Linked DNA regions of Mus musculus: region 2 is linked to region 1. A link is a contact called in public promoter capture Hi-C data. All regions are on one chromosome and are shown on one strand. The core of a region is the stretch at or near the end of the contact, and the rest is flanking DNA. Distances in the headings are between cores, read along the strand shown.

Region 1 (3,099 bases), core at 203-2,702:
CTCAAAGATAGGAGATAAAAGACAAGGGAGAGGGGGCAGGGATATTTATCCCAGAAGGTGATCAAGGACTGCCTCTGGATAGAGAGGTGACAGATGTGGCATACAGGAAAATGGCAGTTTAAGGTACAAGGGGAAACCTCATGTTAGGATGAAGTGTTTAATTTTAATCAGGCATGTTAATTAGATGAACCGAAGGGGCTTTCAATTGCTGGACTTCAATCCTTTGATAGTTGGACCTTGGTAGTCAGCCTCAGGAGAAAGAAGTGGCCAATTAAGGGAATGAGCCTAGGTGGCTAGCTTTAGGAATGGAATCTAATGGTTTTAGCAGTGCAGAGGGAAATGCCTGAGCCATGCTTGCCACCTCAAGCTGACCAGAGTCCCTTCAGGAGTAGAGCATCATGTGTGTTGTGAGCAGGAACACACATAGTTAAAAACAAATGAATTCGTTTAAACACAGTGACCTCTGCAACAGAGAGATGTTCCGTTACTTCTGTCAGAGCTCAGAGGTTACAAGCAATGAAACCAGAGTGAATCTAGCCCAAAAGTTCAATGTTTTCCACTCACGCCAATAAAATCAAGGCATATCAAATGAACATCATATGACCAAAGGGTTGGGGGAGGAAAATATGTCTTAGTTCTGCAGGAAGAGGAAGCCAATGAGAATGGAAATTTTTGCAAGTTTTAGAAAATGAGTTCGTTTTAGGAAAAGAATCATTTCATTTCCTCTGAGAAAGGGTACTGGATGGAGCCTAGGTTCATTCGGAGGATTTCTGTCTGGAATAGAAATGTGCTTAATACACCTGCATGCTTGAAATCCAAGACTGAACTTAGCACTTGCTCAAAGAGTAAGACCAGATAATGGACGAGAGCAACTCCTTTGAGATGCTCATAAACCCCCACTTGGACTTGGATGTATCTTTCTGCTTGGGAGAATTTCATCCCCTTACCCCTAATATTTAAAATCTATGTTAAAATCTCCTAACAAACTCCAACTCCGATTTAAACGGGGAGGGGGGGGGAGGGAGGAAGACACCAAACTGGAAGTCAGAAATAAAAAATTAAATGGCTGATGGGAGGGAGCGTTACAGTAAAACAACATAGCAAGAGGCTCACAGTGACAGACACTGGCCCAAGGTTTCACTCCGCCATTTGTCACCTGAAGGAAAGAACCCTGCCTGTGAGAAGACACTGAGAGTCCTGGAATTTGCGTCGGATTACAGAATTTAGGAGATTCAGGAACAGTGAGAGAGCCTGCTGCTCTTAGCCTTGAGAGGTGGCCAGAGGCTGCTGGAAGCTGGGGCGCGTGGGCCAGGGTCTCCCTCTGGCTGAATGAGCAGAGCCCTGAACTGAGAGTGTGCCCCGCCCTGCCCCTCCCTGCCCCGCCCCTCCCTACCCCGCCCCGCGCCACTGGACCTCCCTGTTTTCCGCCGGCCCCCAGCCACAGCACCGCCCTAACCTAGCACGCCTTGGTAAACCTAGGCTCAACTCCCACTCAACGGAAGCCAGGAGGCCTGCGCAGACTGCCAGCAATGAGGTGAGTAGCACCGAGCAAACAACCCATGCGCATAGCTGGTACGGGAATGTGTGTGTGTGTGTGTGTGTGTGTGTGTGTGTGTGTGTGTGTGTTCGAGCGGGGGTTTTCCTTGTTTTTGTTTTAGCTCTCAGTTTTTGGACTGGGTGCTGAGGATCTTCAAGTCTAGACCCTAGACAATGTGATGCCTGCTCAGAGCACGTGAGCTGTAGCCCTCTTACTTGCCAGGCATCAGCTTCTTGTCACACACTTGCTCAGACTCCGGTGAGATTGATTTCACCAAAACATTAACGGCAGGGAGCTTTAAGCCCCCAGCAAGTAAGGTGGACCGTGGAGCAGTTGCCTGGAGCAGGTCTACTCTCTTTTCCCTCTGAGACGGCCCCGCCCCTTAGCAGATACAGATGCTGCATCGTGGGTGGGTGCTGGATTACCGATTCATAGGTTTGAAGGTTCAGCAGACACCTGCATGTCTTCTCTGAGCTAAGCAGGCACAGGAGATAATCACGTGTGGATTGCATACCGTTTCCACCCTCCAGGAGTTCAGAACGCAGCTCTGGGATCAGAGTATGCCTAAACAAGACTTTAGATCCTGAGCATGCACGCTGCTCTGGGGACGTGGGCAAAGTGACAGCCCCCTGTAACTGTGATACACACCAGGAGCACAAGCAACATGGGGAAGAAAGATGTATTTCATATCACAGGCTCACAGTCCAAAGAAGGGAATTTGCGGTAGACACTCAAGGCAGGAACTAAATAGAAGCTATGGAGGGATGCTGCTTACAGGTTTGCTCTCTATGGCTACCTCGGTTTGCCTTTTTATAGGCTCCAGGACCGCCATGGGGACCCACAGTGGTCTGGGCCCTACCCCCCAACAAACATTAGTCAAGAAAATGTCTTGTCACACTTGTCTACATGCCAATCTGATGGAGGCATATTATTAATTTAGATTTCCTCTTTCCAGATGACTCTAGTTTATGTCAAGTTGACAAAAAACTCACCAACCCACTGACTAGGGCATGTTATATATTTTCTGGCATAAAAAGTCTTTAGGGTTACAACCCCATCAACTATATTCTCAGCCCTTTTGGAGTACCCACAAGAGGAATTAAGAATGAGCCAGAAGGAGAGCTGGAGAGATGGCTCAGTAGTTAAGAGTCCTGAGTTCAATTCCCAGCAACCACATGGTAGCTCACAACCATCTCTAATGGGATCTGATTTCCTCTTCTGGTGTGTGTGAAGACAGAATTTAAAAAAAGAAAGAAAGAAAGAAAGAAAGAAAGAAAGAAAGAAAGAAAGAAAGAAAGAAAGAAAGAAAGAGAGAGAGAAAGGATAAGCCAGATGTAGTGACTCACAACTTTAATTCCATCACTTGGGAGGCAGAAGCAGGTGGATCTCTGTGAGTTTGAGGCCAACCTGGCCTACAGACTGAGTTCCAAAACAGCCAGAGCTATATAGTGAGACCATGTCTAAAGAAGAAGAAGAGGAGGAGGAGGAGGAAGGAGAGGAAGAGGAGGTGGAGGAGAAGGGAAGAGGGAGGGGAGAAGGAGGAGGAGGAGGAGGAGGAGAAG
Region 2 (3,099 bases), core at 335-2,834, 530 kb after region 1:
GTTCATATTGCTGTTCCTCCTATGGGGCTGCAGACCCCTTCACCTCCTTGGGTACTTTCTCTAAGCTCCTTCATTGGGGACCCTGTGCTCCATTGAATGGATGGCTGTGAGCATCCACTCCTGTATTCGTCAGGCACTGGCAGAGCCTCTCAGGAGACAGCTATATCAGGCTCTTGTCAGCAAGCTCTTGTTGGCATCCACAATAGTGTCTGGTTATGGGATGGATCCCCATAGAAACACAAGTACATTGTTTAAAATTGGGAAAGCTAGATAAGCAGAAAGGAAAAAAAAAACCACTCATAATTTAGGACCTAGATACGAACATTCTCAACATATGGGCGTCTTTGTCTGTAAATTGCACTTTACCTGCCTTGTCGTAGCAATGCTATCTCTACACACGGCTTCATAAGGAGTTTTTCCTAATAGTGTCTAATTCATTAGACATTTTTGTCTTTATAATAATATATTCTAGAGAAGAAGTCTTCATATGCTCTTCAGAAAGACTTGGAAGAATGTATGTGTGTATGTGCACATGCATGCATGTATGTATGTATGTATGTAAGCATATTTGTACGTGGCCACGTATCTGTGTGATCTGATATATGTGTATTTCAGTATGTTTTAGTGCGTGTGTATGTGTGACTGTGAGTGGTGTATGTGTATATCTGCGTGTTCCTATGTGTGTATATATGTGTGTGTGTGAATGTGTGTTTGCGTGTGTTTCTGAATACATGCGCACCATTCAGCCCTAAGTAAGAAGCATAAGAAGGCGTGAGATAAAAATGGAAGCACTGATATCAGAGAATACTTGTCATCCCTAGTTCGGCCTCCTAGAGGATTATTCGTCTGGAGTGTTTCTTGCTCAAACCTTCTCTTTTAATGGTGTTAAGAATGTGTCCAAAAGTCAAGCCAAGAAAGATTGTGTCAACTCTGAAGAGGCACTTACAATGGTAGACTTGGGAGAGGCTGGTAGACAGCGAGCTGGAGACGCGTAAAGGGAGGGACACCAAGGTGTCTGGTCACCGAGTTAGGTAATCCCGTCATCACAGCGGACAGATCTGCCGTTTTCTCGTCCACTCCTGCTTCGAATGTTCCTGTTGTGTCATGCCTGTAAGCCACCAACCAGACTTTGTGACACCTGTCAGTGACCCTTGAAGAGATAAATCGGTGAAACGATCGCTTTTCTTCCAGGTTAGAAGAGACTTCCCGATAGTTACTTTCAAAGCTGCACTTTAAATGGTTGGGATCTAAGCTAGGTGCCCCACACTAATCTACTGTCACGGAGATTTCTGCACCTGTTTTGTTTCAGTTACTCTTGTACCTTTGGTTACATACACAAGCAGCCAAGAGCTCATCACTCCTTTCCACTTTATTTATCCCTGTTTTTATTTTATTCTTATTTTATTTTATTTTATTTGTCACCTGTCTACCAGGAACTGTTATGCGCCAGGCATTGTCAGAGTCCTATTAGTAAATATTACGGTAACATGAGCTCGTGGGATCTAGGTGGCTGCTTTCTCATCAGAGAAGCATTTTCAGTCTTCACATTTTCCTTCTTTAATGTAATCCATTGTCCTGGTCTCACAGAGTACGTTACATTACGTTACGTTACGTTATGTTACGTATGCAACGTGCGCAGCGGCAGTTCAGGTGCACTGACAGGCTGCCTCTGCTGTAGGAGAGAGTCCCGGATCTAAACAGCTGTAGAGAGTCTGTATCCAGATGGTCCACATTCATTGCTGGAAGCACGTGACCACGCCGGGCTCTCCCCAGCTGTGTTAGGAGTCTGAGCCTATGTTTGAGACATTGGGGTCAGTTGTTAGTTTCTGTTGCTTGAATGAAACCTTTGTGGACCCCAGCTTTCCCATTTGAAAGATGGGGATAGAAGGGAGAGATAGAACTGTATTTAAGTGATCTCTGTTCCCCACCTCCCCCGTCCCCACTCACAAGGATCCTAAGTAGTTTAAAGAGCAATTTAACTTTATGACCCTAAAAACTAGTAGGCCCAATAAAATACAGTTCCCTGCAGGATCCTGTGGATTTTCTTTTTATTATTTGAGTTACTCTCCATGTTTAATGAAGAAGACATAACAGTCAATCTCTAATTGCTTAGTAACGGGAAAACATGAGACTTGAATCTTCTCTTCACCTCCTATGAGCTAATCTTGGACAATTTATATTCCCAAGATGTTATTTCTTTGTCAAGGACCAGCCTTGGCATTGGAGTGGGGTTCTGAGAGAAGGGGTGTCTGGGAGTGGCAGAAAGAACGACTCAAAGTCAAATCATGGGTTCAAGCTGCCCACTCAGGTTCTGCTGAGATGGCTTTCCAGTCAGTCAGTCAGTCTGTCTGTCTGTCTGTCTGTCTGTCTGTCTGTCTCATCTAAAAACTGTCTGGTTGAGACAGCTCTCTCTGTAGGTAAAAGTTCTAAATGCTGTCTGGGTTTAGTCAGAGAAGCTGCTATAAAAAATTATTGGATCTTCCGACTAAGTCAGAAATCTTGGTAAGAAAAAATTCTTGAAGAGCTGTTTTGCTCTCCAGAGATTTCTAGAGAGCCCAGCTCTCACTAGAGAGAATTTCTAAACAACTGCTATCGCCTTTTGCTAGCTCATCTCATGCAGACCAAAAGCCCAGTTTTTTAATTTACATATCAATTCAGTTATTTATTCCAGGTTTCCTTTTGATTATATTTTGAATCAACATCCCGTGACCGCAGTCCTTTGATTCTTAAAAGACTGTAAGCATACATGCTGATCTTGAACTCAGGAATCTGCCTGCCTTTGTGTCTTTCTGACAGTCTAGCTCAGAGTGTAGCTGCCTTTGTTCCTTTAGATTCATGAAGCCCCCATAATTCATATTGCACTCTTATGTTTTGCATAGTTGAGAAATTATATATATTTTGAACTCATGTATTTATAGGTCTTTCCCATAGCCTTAAGGGCTGTCCTGAAGGTCCCAGCCTTTACCATTTTGCTGAGACATTAGCCACACCTTCTTCACCTGGACCCATGTTGTCAGATTATCCTGGAGACATTAATGTTAACAAAGAAGACATTCCTAGGAGGAATGTGAAATATGTGCATTATTATACAAACAAGCC

Evidence for each region. Capture Hi-C pulls out chosen DNA fragments and counts their contacts.
Region 2: a promoter capture Hi-C map of liver shows a contact between it and region 1, with 5 times the contacts expected there. The contact joins the promoter of 4933401H06Rik here to the promoter of Slc9b2 in region 1. A contact is called at or near these places in 4 of 39 promoter capture datasets (the C10 cell line, embryonic stem cells, frontonasal cranial neural crest and 1 more), 1 of 15 datasets of contacts at CTCF or cohesin (the NIH/3T3 cell line), 2 of 115 datasets of contacts at active chromatin or transcription factors (bone marrow-derived macrophages and embryonic stem cells) and 1 of 9 other capture datasets (liver).

Annotation. Positions count from the first base shown.
Region 1 is chr3:135,306,248-135,309,346 of GRCm38.p6, forward strand. Slc9b2 (solute carrier family 9, subfamily B (NHA2, cation proton antiporter 2), member 2) reads left to right here and starts at 1,453. Exons shown (of 13, transcript NM_178877.6): 1 at 1,453-1,534. The region is part of intron 1 of Gm46826 (a long non-coding RNA gene); the gene reads right to left.
Region 2 is chr3:135,838,685-135,841,783 of GRCm38.p6, forward strand. 4933401H06Rik (RIKEN cDNA 4933401H06 gene) reads right to left here and starts at 1,585. Exons shown (of 5, transcript NR_040540.1): 1 at 1,423-1,585; 2 at 947-1,150. All of the region lies in intron 2 of Slc39a8 (solute carrier family 39 (metal ion transporter), member 8), which reads left to right.